3 separate regions of the Mus musculus genome follow, and regions 1 and 2 are each linked to region 3. Evidence: chromatin contacts called from public HiChIP or PLAC-seq and promoter capture Hi-C data. All regions are on one chromosome and are shown on one strand. Each heading gives the region's core, a stretch centred on a gene start, on an enhancer-like site or on the middle of the called end of the contact. The rest is flanking DNA. Distances are from core to core; before and after follow the strand shown.

Region 1 (4,312 bases), core at 107-2,606, 140 kb after region 3:
TTTCCATATAGAGATCACATATAGGCCCGCCTGAGGGGCAGGAAAGTGGTCCATATTCATAAATCTCTCATCAGTTGTGCCATCTGGACATTCTACCCTTTGCTTAGTTCTCTGGCCTGCCAAATAAGAATTAATGCCTGCTTGTGGGAGACCCAGCTTTACATTGGCATGATGGTTTATGGAGATATAGTATTGGCTAGTTTTGTGTGTCAACTTGACCCAAGCTGGAGTCACTGGAGAGGAAGGAGCCTCAGTTGAAGACATATCTCCATACGATCCAACTGTAAGGCATTTTCACAACTGCTGATCTGTGGGGGAGGGCCCAGCCTACTGTGGGTGCTGCCATTCCTGGGTTGGTAGTTCTGGGTTCTATTAGAAGGCAGATTGAGCAAGCCATGGGAAGCAAGCCAGTAAGCAGGACCCCTCCATGGCCTCTGCATCAGCTCCTGCCTCCAGATTCCAGCTCTGCTTGAGTTCCTGTCCTGACTTCCTCCAGTGATGGACTGTGATCTGGAAGTGCAAGCCAAATAAACCCTTTCCTCCCCAGCTTGCTTTTTGATCATGTTGTTTTGTAGCAGCAATAGAAACCCTTACTAAGACATATACTTTGTTTCATTCGCATTAAGTTGACCCTTATTCATTTTCCCAACAACCTCTTAAGGCCCAGGATGTAGAAGAGATGTCACAAATTCAGGATGACATTTATCATGTAGCATTTTAATCTCATTTAATCCTCTACTGCAAGTATGATTTGTTCTCATCTCTACTTGGCAAGTGAAAGAAAAAAAAAAAAAAAAAGGGGGTTCAAAGTACGGAAGAAATTTGATCAAGTCACCCACCTAAATAGAAACCAGAGCGCCTAAGTGTGGAGCTTCCATTATGCTAAATTGCATGGGAAGGCATTTTGAAAAACACAATTTAGAAAAATCCATTAACAAGCCTGGCATTCCGATGGTGTGAACAAAGTTTAAGAATGAAACGCCTTTTGCAATAAGGTAAAATGTTAGAATTTGGACTCAGTAGCAGCAGCAACTTCCTTCCCAAGTATTTCTGTTGTGTTTGTCTCTAAGCAAACAGAACCACCCAAGACAAATAGGATCTTAGGATAGACAGCGTATAGATAGAACCTGGGAGTTTATCCAGACGGCGGAAGCGACGCATCCACTCAAAACCTTAAATGAATGAGTGAATAATAAATAAGTAAATAAATAAGAAAATAGAAAATTTAAAATATAATTTTAAAAAAATTCAAGGAGCACCGTCTCTATGGTTGTTTCAGTGTCGGAACACAGGAGACACTCTTTCCTTTTCGAACTCTATGGTTCGCGAACAATGCTGTGACCCCGGAAGCGGTCCTGGGCGATCAGGGCACCAAGATGGCGGCGCGCGCAGCGTGTGTGGCTCTGTGCCGGCGCCTGCAGCAGGTAAAGGGGTGGGCGTGGGGTCCCGGCTGCCGACGGCGCCGTCATCGTCGAGTCTCGCTGCCACCCTCTGCCCGACCCGTACGGAGTCATCCTCCGTTGGAGGAAGTTATTAGAAAGTGACAAGAAAAGGGCAGGTTTTTCTCTCGAGGGACCCTACATAAATTGGCAAGACGGGAGCGAGAACCGTAAGACGTCAGAGCAGGAAGGATGAGGAAAACGCGTTCAGAGCCCTCCCTCCACGGTAGAGAGGGCCATGGAAACCGTGAGCTCAGAGAAGACAACGCTGGTCTCGGATTCTTAGGAACCGAGCCAGCAAACGCTGGGTCACATAAAGCCCCGGTGCAGCCCCACTGGGACGCCCTGCTCGCCTCCACGGCTGAGGAGGTGACCCGAGAGCTCCCAGGTCAGGGGAATGGGTCAGATCTCCCTCGAGAGGGTCTTTGAAAAAGGAAAACTTGCCTGGAGTTCGCATGGCATGAATCACAGCACTGGGGAAAGGAGGCAGGCGGACGAACTTCTGGGTTCGAAGACAGCCAGGTTATGTATTGAGATCCTATCACAAAAATAATTTAAATTAAAAACAAAAAAACCAGGCTGTTCTCAAGAACTTTGGTCTTGAAACTTTTGTGACTCTTCTCAATGGTCATTTAGTAGTTTTGAAAATAATGCTCAGAACTGGGTCAGATGGCTGACCCTGAAATAGCATTACTTGTAAAACCTGGCTTGCATATTGAGGCCCTGTCCCAAAATAAACGAATTCTTTAAAAAAGGAAGAGCTGACACTGTGGCTCGGTTGCTCAAGGGCCTAATGCCTAAAGCTGGCCCTGTCGGCCCCACAGCAGCATGTAACCCAGAGGTGGTGGCCCACACCTGTAATACCAGCCCTTGAGAGGCCAAAGCAAGAGGCGCACGCCTTTAATCCCAGCACTCGGGAGGCAGAGGCAGGCGGATTTCTGAGTTCAAGGCCAGCCTGGTCTACAAAGTGAGTTCCAGGACAGCCGGGGCTACACAGAGAAACCCTGTCTCGAAAAAAAAAAGGATCAAAGATTCCAAAAAGTTTGTTTTTCATACTAGAGATTGAACCCAGGGCCTTGCTTACACCAGACAAGGGTTCTGCCACTGAAGCCCATTTGTAGCCTTCTGTGGGACTCGAGTGGTCTGCTAGGGTTGCCGAGCCATCACTCCAGCCTCGATATCGTCCCAGGTTAGTTAACACTTTAGAAAGCCTGCTTTCCAAAGCAGAAGCAAATTTGAAGAAGAGTAAGCCTGGGACGCAGCCTTCCAGCAAAGGCAGCTTTTCTCTCGTTAGTTTTCGCATACCATCTTTTACTAGATGGTACAACCCACGCAGCTCTGGAAGACTCCACTGAACACCAAATGGAGAATGAGAGCAGAAAAGTCTTGAGTAATGTCATGGTGAGTTTTGGTTTCAGGCCTCCCGAGAGTATCTTAAGAATTCATGGGCAGCCCTGGCCCACACTTGTATAATCACTTACCTTAGGAAAAATATCAAGCCGGGCGTGGTGGTGGTGTACACCTTTAATCTCAGCACTTGAGAGGCAGAGGCAGGTGGATTTCTGAGCTCGAGGCCAGCCTGGTCTACAAAGTGAGTTCCAGGATAGCCAGGGCTATACAGAGAAACCCTTTCTCGAAAAACAAAACAAAAAAAGAAAAAAAAAATTGAGGGGCTAGGGCTGCAGTAGTTAAGAGCACTTGCACAAGTCTGGGGTTCGGGTGCCAGCACCAGGCTGTCAAGGGGAGGCTCCAGGGGCTCATGGGTCCGCTGAAGCTTTTGGCCTTCCAGACTAGCCAAGAAAAGTTGAGACTTGGGGCCAATGAGATCCTTCCTTAATGACACCCAACAGCTTCTAGCCTCCACACTCTCGTACATGCAGGTACATGCATGTAGAAACACTCACAGATGTAGACTTTTTTAAAAATTAGAATGCTAGAGACAGAGTTGTTTGCACTTGTGAGAAAAATTTTATCCAGCCAGATCTGTGCATGTCCAAGGCCTTAAAAAACAAAGCTGCACACGATGGTTCGCAGCCAGCACTTGGGAGGTGAAGTCAGACATAGCGGACGCTCAAGGCTTGCCCATCTCTCCAGTTGGAGGCCAGGTCGTGCCTCATGCAACCCCCACCCCAGGAGTCAAAGCTATTTCAGAGGAAGAATGTGACTGGGAAGCGCCATGCTTCTTAGCATCCGAGTTACTGTGTAGGAGAGCTTACTGTCTGAGTGTGTGGGTGACCACGCATACTCTGCACTGAGCCTGGTGTCCTTGTTTGTAAGCCAAGGAAGGCTGAAGACTGTCCCACAGCATAAGAGCAAGGAAGTAGAAGCAAGACTGGTTGGGGTTTTACTTTGGAGACAAGTTCTCTATTGGAATCCTGGCTGTCCTGGAACTTGCTGGGTAGAGCAAGCTGGCCCCAGGGTCACAGGTCCTCCTGCCTCACAATGCTGGGGTTAAAGGCAGTCATTCGCCACTACAGCAAGCACAGGCTGTTTTAAATGCACCCACTAGTTGTTTGAATTCCTTTACTTGTGTCTCCCTGTTATTTCCGCCTGTGTTGTATTTTTAAAGATTTTAATTGGCTGCTTTCAAGGTCACACTTTTCAATCCGTTTAAAGTATTACTGGGTGGCTAAGAAACCATGAGATCTGAACAGTACCATTTGCCTCCTTTCCACTAGGGGGCGCTCACTTAAAGGGTTTGTGCTGTGCTGTGTTAGAGCAGCTTGTGGTGTGGTAGTTAATGATGGGTATGGACGTGGTGTGTGCTGTATTTTAGGTAATTTACAAGGTGCTTATGCCAAGCAAAGAGTAACTCATGTACACATGTAATTTTAAAAGACTTTTGTTCTCTGTTTTGTTTCTGGAACAAACAA
Region 2 (4,643 bases), core at 1,692-4,191, 180 kb before region 3:
ATCTTTGAGTTCAAGGCCAGCCTGTTCTATAGGGTGAGTTCCAGGACACCTAGGGATGTACAGACAAATCTTGTCTTGAAACAATACCACCACCAGAAGGAGGAGGAAGAGGAGGAGGAGGAGGAGGAGGAGGAGGAGGAGAAGGGGAGGAGGACGAGGAGGACTTGAGGGTGGTGCTACTGTTTAAATTATAAATTTTCATTTAAAAAGAGAAGTTGAAAGGATGTGGTGGTGCATGACTGTAATCTCAGAATTTGGGGCGTGTTGGTCAGAGGTTCAAGGTCATCCCTGGTTATATAATCCACTTTGGTTATGAGTCCCTGTCTCAAAAAGCACCAAAAAACCTCTCTCTCTCTCTCTCTCTCTCTCTCTCTCTCTCTCTCTAGCACTCAGTCATGCACACACATGCATTTGAGCACTCACTATCCCTTTAATTAAAGGACAAATTTTGTCAAACTTGCTATCCCAGGTCAATGAGCTCAGTTCTCTCACAGGGTTAAAGGCTGTCAATTTAGTCTCTTGACCACTAGGCAGACAGAACCTGTTTGAGGGAATGATAACCCTTAGTCCCCAGGAGAAATTGCTCATAGTGCAGGCAAATTGGGAAACCCAGCATGCACTACCATTTAAAAACTTTTATGTAAGAGTTAGATAGATCCTATGAGAACACCAGGGGACTTGATTTTTTACCCTCAATGAATCAACATTGGCCGAAGCTTTTTGGAGAAGGCAATATAATTACAGAAGGTATTCTGGGAATGGCCACTCTAACTCAGAAGCTCTGCTAAACCTGTTGGGCACGCAAAAGGGGTCCTTGTGGCAATCTTACCCTGTAGACCTCACTATGGTTCCTATTTTCAGATGAAAATGAACAGCTGGAGAAAGGAAAGAAAAGAGCTGAAAAAGAAAGCATTTGAATCCAGGCAACCAAACTCTAGAACCTGCTGTCTGTCTGTCTATCTATCTATCTATCTATCTATCTATCTATCTATCTATCTATCTATCAATTATCTATCTATCTATCTATCTATCTATCAATTATCTATCTATCTATCTATCTATCTATCTATCTATCTATCTATCTATCTATCTATAAACAGGGTCTCACTATTAGCTCTGGCTATCCTGGAATTCACTATGTAGACCTGACTGCCCTCAAACCTACCAAACCTGTCTCTGCCTCCCCAGTGCTGATATTAAAGATGTGTGCCACCATGCCAGGCTTCAGGATCTGCCTCTTAATCTCTAAATGTGTCAGCTAAAAATAAATTTAGGAGACATGGCTCTTAAGTCAAGGGCACCTCCTGCTCATGCAGGGGACAGCCAGAGTTTGGTTCCCAGCACCCACATGTGGCAACTCACAAAGTGCCTGTAATGCCAGCTCCAGGGGATCTGATGCTCTCCTTTGGTCTCTGGGGGCACCTGCATATACACAGGAACATGCACACTCACATACACATAAATAAAATAATAAATCTTCAAAAGAATAGATGTAGACACTGTCCTTTCAGTTATATTTATTGAAGGGAGGGCTAAGGCAAGTTCATAACTCAGAACCCAGTGAACCCTAGAGGGACTGTTGTACCCTTATTTTGACTGTCAGTTTAAGGAAACAGTATGTATCTTAGCTTCTTTTCCTGTTGCTGTTGTTAAATACTCTAACAAAAGCAACTTAAGGGAGAAAGGTTTACTCAGACTCACAGCTCAAGTTACAGACTGCCATGGAGCAGGAGGAGTGGGGGAAGCCAAGGCACCTGGAGCTCGGAGGAGCTGGCTGCATCCCATGCACAGCGGAGAAGCAGTGTGTGTGTATGCTGGCCACGACTTAGCTCACTGTTCTCCGCTCTGTGTAGTCCAGGATCCGCTGCCTAGGGAACACTCCCACCCATGGTTAGGAAGAGTCTTCTCACATTAACTCAATCAAGCCCGCCCTTGACAGGCATGGCCAGAATTCCATCTCCCAGATAAGACTAGGTTCTGGTGAGCTGGCATCTGATGCTGATATAGATACTATTTATTGAGGCGGAAAAAGTTTTCAGCAAATGTTATGTTAAAACAATATATTAAGGTGGGGTAGGGTGATGCAGGCTTCCAGAACTTGAGAGGTGGAGACAGAAGGATGAGGAGTTCAAGGTTAACTTCAGCTACTGTGCAAGTTTGAGGGCAGGCAGACCTATAGGAGACTGTGTTTCAACTAACTAAATAAGTATGTAACTAACCAACTAACTAACCAACTAACTAACAAACCAACTAACTAACCAACCAACCAACCAACTCAGTTAGAAAAGGCATTTAGCAAGCCAGGCATAATGTCACATGTTTGTAACCCTAGCTTGAGAGACAGACCGGAAGAGAGTTAAGGCCGATTAGTTGCATAGTGAGTTTGAGGCCAGACTGTATCACTTTGAGATCCTGTTTCAAGACAAAATGAAACAATCACACAAACAAACAAACAAACAAACAAGCAATCAAACAAACAAACAACCCCCACCCCACCCCGCCCACCATCCAAAAATGACATTTGGAGTCGAATGTGGTGATGCACGCCAGAATGCCAGCGTTTGGAAGGCTGAGCTGGGACGATCTCAGATGCCATGCCAGTCTGGTTGGCTAGTACTGTGGAACCCTTATACCTCACCCTTCCCAAAAGAAATCACACACAGTTGAACTTCCAGAGACAAAGTCAGTGGCTCCCTATGAGCGGGACAGAACACAGAAACGTCAACAGCCAGTTAAATCGAGAGCAATTGCAGGAACTTTTGCTTTCGTCGTTACATTTTTCTTCATGATCTAATTTTATCCCAATGCATATTGGGGGTAGTATTTTTTTTTAAAGAAATGCAAAGTTAGATATTTCAGGAAACGAAAGAACAATGCGCAGTCTGAACTGGCAGGAACCGGTGGGAGCCGCTTCTCTAGACTGCCCTGACACTAAAATTAGCACTGGCAGGCAGGCAGCTTAAGGAAAGGAGAACCAGGCTGGCTGTGTGTGATTTTTCACATGGTCTCATGAATGCCTTATTTATTTATTATTTATTTATGCGTCCATGAATGTGGCGGTCATAGGACAACTTGAGGGAGCCGGTTCTTTCTTTTCCACTCTGTGGGTCCTCAGAATCGAACTCAGGTTGTCAGGCTTGGTAGCAAGCACCTTTATCCACAGAACCATCTTGGTAGCCCTCTTTGAGGCTTTAGGACAGAGCCTCTTAGTGCATCTCTCCATTCCTAATTGTTCACTCTTGGAAACTCCAGAGCCGAGCGATACCCTGAGCCTTAGTCCCTAAGGAGATTTTCTGCTTGAAACCTGATTCTGGTTCCCAAGCCCGTGGTACCAGGACTCTATCTTGCCAGGCTGGGGGCTGGGTCTCTGCCCTACAGTGCCTCTCTGATTCCTGAAATCTGGAATCCCGGTCCATACCGGTCCTTCCAGTTCTTCAGTCTTGTCAAGTACCTCCACTCCTCTGCTAAAGCAGACTCCTTTCATTTCACATGCACTTGTGTATGTGCGGAGAGACATTCTTGTGCGCACAGAGTGCCCATGTGTAGGCCAGAGGCAGGTGTCAGGTACCCTCTTCAATTGCTTCTCCACCTTAAAAAAAATTTTTTTAAGATTTATTTTTATTATATGTAAGTACACTGTAGCTGTCTTCAGACACACCAGAAGAGGGAGTCAGATCTCATTATGGATGGTTGTGAGCCACCATGTGGTTGCTGGGATTTGAACTTTGGACCTTCAGAAGAGCAGTCGGGGGCTCTTACCCACTGAGCCATCTCACCGGCCCTTAAAAAATTTTAAATGCTTATTTATTCATTTATTTGGGGTGTGTGTGTGTGTGTGTGTGAGAGAGAGAGAGAGACAGAAAGAGAGAGAGAGAGCACAGGTGCAAACATACATACATACATACATACATACATACATACATACATACATACATGTTTGTAGACCTTGCATGCCACAGTGCACTAGGAGGCCAGAAGAGATTCCCCCATTGGGCTTCAGAGATTCAACTCATATTATCCCAGTTGGTGATGAACACCCTTATACACTGACCCATCCCACCAGCCTCTTACCTTATTATTCTTTCAGACAGAATCTTTAAATGAACCTGGGGCTCCCTGGCTAGCCTGGCTGGCCAGGGAGCCCCAGGGATCCTCCTGTCTCTGCCCAATCCCTGAGAGCCTGGAGCTATACCAGAGCCTTGGTTTTTATGTTTGTGACGAGAATCCGAACTCTGGTCCTCATGCCTGCATGGCATACACTTTCCAGAGCGAACCAACTCCCCAGTGCCTAATCCAACTTTTCTTCACGATTCTAGCACACCAGGGTTCCCTAGAGGACAATTCAGCACACACATCCACTCACAAGAGCATCGACTGTGACTCCACACACAGCCCGGCATCCCTGTGTGAACTGCACATGTCTCCCACACAGTCCGAAGAACCTGACAGCCACAGTGACTCCTTGGTCCCGTTTGCTTTGGACATCTCCCAGTTTAGTCTGAAAGTCCCACATCCAGAAAAACGATTTAGTTTTGGCAAGATGTAGGGCAGCTGAACTTGGTGGTATGTTTTTGTCACCCTAGCTGCTTGGGAGACTGAGACAAGATGATCACGTGAGCCTAGGAATCTGAGAGTGGCTTGGA
Region 3 (4,496 bases), core at 1,606-4,105:
ACTGCCGTTCTATCAACAGCATAGAAAGTGAAGGCTGACACCTGAGGTTGTCTTCTGAACGGCACACGAGTGTCCTGGCACCAGCACTCACTCACACACACACACACACACACACACACACACACACACACACACACACACACACAGATCCAAAGGCAGGTCGCTCTCTCCCCAGCCCCAATCATGTTGATTTTTTTTTTTTTTTTTTTTGGTTTTTCGAGACAGGGTTTCTCTGTGTAGCCCTGGCTGTCCTTGAACTCACTCAGTAGACCAGGCTGGCCTCGAACTCAGAAATCCGCCTGCCTCTGCTCCCGAGTGCTGGGATTAAAAGGCATGTGCCACCATGCCCGGCTACATTGAATTTTAAGAATGAAAATGCTGAGGGCTTAAACCAGGAAGGTTTAAATCCAGTGGGGGTTCATCAACTGCCTAAAAGACTCTAAGCAAGTTACTTTAAAACTCATTTTTGCCCTCTGTGAAAAATGCTTCATAGGACACTTGTGTGAAGACTTCAACTTCTGACAGACCCAGCTCTTAGGTAGATATTTTAAAAACAAACAAACAAAAAATACGTGTGTTATCTCTTATAATAGCGTCATGGCTTTTGTAAGCAGCTGGAACCAGGGACTGGGACGTGAGACTTTCCTGTCAGAATCTTGGAGAAGTGCAGTTTCCTGGCCTGACAGATGCTGTCTGCAGCCCCTCCCATTTTATTTGTGGAGCACTGACGGTCGACCCGACCTGCTCAGAACCCCATAGCAGTACAAGTCACATCCCTATCAAACCAAAACCATCGTTTCTGGCTGAAACCGGGCCGGAGAGTTGCAGGGCCAGAGTCTCTCTCCAGTTAGGGACAGGGCTATGACAGAAGAAGGCCCGCTTTTAAGGGTAGGCCTGAGCTTGAGGAATACCAGGCTGAGAGGTAGGCCACGTCACCTCCACCTTCAGTGAACTTGCCCTGTCTGCTAACTTCACTTCAGACAGCCTGGCTCCATTGGCTCATAGGAAGCCTGCCAGCCAGGAGCCCCTTGTACCTGTCTTATCGCCTCCTTCTGCACTCTGGTCTCCTACTCTGGGGAGAAATGGCCCTCTTCCTACATAGAACTCTTTCCCATGCACCGATTCCTTGACCTACTATGCGCCTGGAACCTTATCCCGTGCATCTCACAGCAGGCAGGGTTAACTCAGCCCTCGTCTGGACAGGTAGACCAGTATCTCCTGGCTTTGTTCCTTTGCTATTGACCATGAGAGGTGGGTCTGGCCCAGAATAGGCTCTCGGTAGAGTGTGCGGCAGGCAGGTGGCTCCTGCCTTCTGTGGAAACTGTCCCTCCAAGGCCTCCCTCCCTGGGGCCTCTCTGTTGCACACTGATAGAACATCAGTTCTTTTTGTGTGTGTGTGGTTTTTCGAGACAGGGTTTCTCTGTATAGCCCTGGCTGACCTGAAACTCACTCTGTAGACCAGGCTGGCCTCGAACTCAGAAATCCGCCTGCCTCTACCTCCCGAGTACTGGGATTAAAGGCGTGCGCCACTACTTCTTATCATTCTGAAACCCACTACTTTTGACACTGGCAACAACTTCCTTCTTTGTAGTTCTTTTTCTCTTCCTTCCTTTGATCCACGATAAATCTTTCGACTGTTCCCCCCACCCCCACCCCACCCCCGGCACCTACAATGTGCCACGCTCTGTATTTCCACAACACAAGGCTCCGACAGCATCAGTGAGCTGGTCACTGCACTGAGTATGTGCCGCTAGCTACTGAAGTCAGAGTGGCTGCAGAGGTGGTAAGAAATGACCCGACTTCAGAAGTGCTTTACAGTTAATACTGACGTCATTCACTGGAGGATTAGGTGTGGAACATGAAGGGAAGAAGAACCTAGGCTGGGTGACTCTGGGTGTTGCAGGATATTTGATCACATTATAAACCCTGAGGTGATCATACTGTGAACAATGGGGTTATGTTATTTACTGAAGTGGGGGGGGCTGTTTCTAGTTGTGGGGTGGCTCAGCAGACACACCCTTAGCACACAGCTTTAATCCCCAACAATGAACGTAAAGTTAGTTTGTCGAAGGAAGCAGCCATGTTTAAAAGTGATGTCTGATTGAGTGGCAGACAAAGTGACTAATCAGAGAAAGATTTGACAGAATAGGATCGGCCCAAGTTTCCCAAGAAGAGAGAGCGGTGCAGAGGAGGCAGTTTTAATGGGTGGTTTGTTCAGAGACAGGTTGCAGAGAGAGAACAAGCTAGACCCAGGTAAAGACAGAAAGAGCCAGAGAGTGAGAAGGAGCCAGAAGATTAGAACATAACTGTCAGAGTTAGTTTGAGGCCAAGCAGAGCAATTCAGGAGAAGCTGAGAGAAGCCAGACAGAATCAGTCAGCCTGGAGAGGAGTTTGAGCCAGAACAGCTCAGCCAGCAGAGCTCAGAAAGCCCTGGAAAGGGTAAGCTTACTCAGCAGTCAGTCTCAGAGGCTGAAGACACTCTAGGTTTAGATAATATTTTACAGAGGCTAGAAGCTTCCAGAGCTAGGCCTGGGTTAGCAGACTGAGGCAGTGAGCCTCTGGGACGACAATTACTCAAGGAAAAAAAAAAAAAACTCTGACAAGTGGCTTTGTTCCACACCTATCCGGCTACATGCTGTCTCACCAGAGGCCCAATCAAACATCCCAATCCCCAGCTCGACTCTCCTAAGTCCTGGCCTATCCCAGACCCCTTCCTCAGCAATGGCTCTGGGGCCTCTCAGAATGGCCCACCCAAGCTAACCCTGGCTTCCTCCCCAGCCCCAGCCTCATGTTGGCTACCTGTACCCTCGTCCGAGCCAGGTTTCCTAAATATGTTGTTTGGGTTGCTTCTACAGGCTCCAGCTCCAGAGGTCAGTGAAGGAGGAAGACACGGGAGCAAGACTACCCTGAAGGGCTCACCAGCGGTCTCAACCCTGAAACAGGTAACTCCTCTCAGGTTCTTGCAGTCAGAGCATGTGATTGTTGGCCAGGGAGGGGCCTGTGGTTGTCCATCTAATGCCTGCTGTTGTGGGAAGCACCTAGGAAAAGCAGAAGGGCTGTTGTGATCCTGGATTCCCACAGGTTTTGGGAAAATCATCTCTAGGAAATGGGCAGCGAACACACATGTGGGTTTTTAGCATTATCCGGAGTAGGGCAGATACTGTCTGTGTTTTCAGAGCTATAAAAAGTTATTTGTGGACTGAGTGGGGCATTTGGGAGGCACCGTGTGGACTGGGGTATGTGTTAATGGGGAGTTGTAGTTTTGGTGAGTATGCTGTAAGAATTTATTTTTGAGCCGGGCGTGGTGGTGCATGCCTTTAATCCCAGCACTCGGGAGGCAGAGGCAGGTGGATTTCTGAGTTCGAGGCCAGCCTGGTCTACAGAGTGAGTTCCAGGACAGCCAGGGCTATACCGAGAAACCCTATCTCGGAAAAAAAAAAAAAAAAAAAAAGAATTTATTTTTATCTATGTGTCAACTTATGTGTGTGGATTTGCGCACATGATTGTAGTACCCATAGCTGCCAGAAGAGGGTGCTGGATCCTCTAGAGCCAGTTCTGGGCAGCTGTGGTGTGAGTTCTGAGAGCCAAACTCTGGCCCTCTGCTAAGGCAATACATGCTCTTAACCTGCCGAACCACTTCTCCATGCCCTGCCGGTCAATCATGGCCGTCAGCTCGATGGCCGTGTAGAATCAGCTTGAAGACTCTTGTGTGAATGCTGGCGAAGACATTTCCTGAGAGGTATATCTGAGAAGGGAAGATTCAGCTTGACTGTGGGTGGTGCCATCTCAGAGCTGTGCTACCAGGCTGAATGAAAAAGAAGAAAAGGAGCTGCGTGCACGTGGTGGCCCCATCTTGGCACTTGGTGGTGGAGGCAGGAGGATCAGAGTTCAAGGTCATCCTCCGGTTTCATCGTGAGTTCAAGGCCAGCCTGGACTTTAGGAGACCCTTTCTGAGCTGGGAGAACAGAGATGGGGGGCCACATTGGAATTCATCACATTCTGTTCCCTGACTGGGTCTACAGTGTGGCCAGCTATATCACGCTCCCCGAACCGTGAGTCCCAGAGGGTCTGAACATCTCTAGTGTTTGTCATCTTTGGCTAGGAGACATTGCTTTCTCCCTCTAGAGAACAGGCACATGGCTATCATTCTTTGCTTGGCCTTTCAGAGGATCTCCCAGAAGGGTCTTATGTACAAGCAGAACCTTCAACTTTAGAAGATTTCTTTATTTTCTGTGTATAGGTATTTTGCCTCAGATCCCCTGGACCTGACGTTACAGGGGGCTGTGAGCCACCATGCTGTGTGCCGGGAACCAAGCCCAAGTCCTGTGCAGAAACAGCAGATGCTCTTAATCTCTGGGCCGCCTCTCCACTTCCACCTTTAACTTTAAGCTATACTCCTGGCTTAGCAAGAGGCAACGGTTCTTTACCACATCCTCAGAGTCGGCGCTTTGTTTGCTGCTGTTTTGTTTTGTTGTTTGAGACAAGGTCCTTGTAGC

Evidence for each region. HiChIP or PLAC-seq counts read pairs in DNA pulled down with a chosen protein or histone mark. Capture Hi-C pulls out chosen DNA fragments and counts their contacts.
Region 1: a contact with region 3 is called in a promoter capture Hi-C map of adipose tissue, with 2.3 times the contacts expected there. The contact joins the promoter of Mrps10 here to the promoter of Trerf1 in region 3. A contact is called at or near these places in 1 of 15 datasets of contacts at CTCF or cohesin (the NIH/3T3 cell line), 1 of 484 Hi-C or Micro-C datasets (nephron progenitors), 6 of 115 datasets of contacts at active chromatin or transcription factors (the SCID.adh cell line, bone marrow-derived macrophages and embryonic stem cells) and 3 of 9 other capture datasets (adipose tissue, embryonic stem cells and pancreatic islet).
Region 2: a contact with region 3 is called in an H3K4me3 HiChIP or PLAC-seq map of bone marrow-derived macrophages, with 4 times the contacts expected there. The contact joins the enhancer-like site here to the promoter of Trerf1 in region 3. A contact is called at or near these places in 8 of 484 Hi-C or Micro-C datasets (the BV-2 cell line, embryonic fibroblasts, embryonic stem cells and 2 more) and 4 of 115 datasets of contacts at active chromatin or transcription factors (bone marrow-derived macrophages, microglia and stem cell-derived neural progenitor cells).

The regions. Positions count from the first base shown.
Region 1 is chr17:47,367,531-47,371,842 of GRCm38.p6, forward strand. It overlaps Mrps10 (mitochondrial ribosomal protein S10), which reads left to right and starts at 1,357. Exons shown (of 7, transcript NM_001146212.1): 1 at 1,357-1,424. The coding sequence starts at 1,377.
Region 2 is chr17:47,051,905-47,056,547 of GRCm38.p6, forward strand. No RefSeq gene overlaps it. Among named protein-coding and RNA genes, the nearest start is that of Ubr2, 44 kb to the left of the region's middle. Within about 2 kb of position 2,942, at least 59 of the 459 cell types and tissues checked have an H3K27ac peak or open chromatin away from gene starts, as enhancers often do. A contact at or near this core is called in bone marrow-derived macrophages, microglia and myeloid progenitors, where this site is marked.
Region 3 is chr17:47,227,375-47,231,870 of GRCm38.p6, forward strand. It overlaps Trerf1 (transcriptional regulating factor 1), which reads left to right and starts at 2,856. Exons shown (of 17, transcript NM_172622.3): 1 at 2,856-2,942.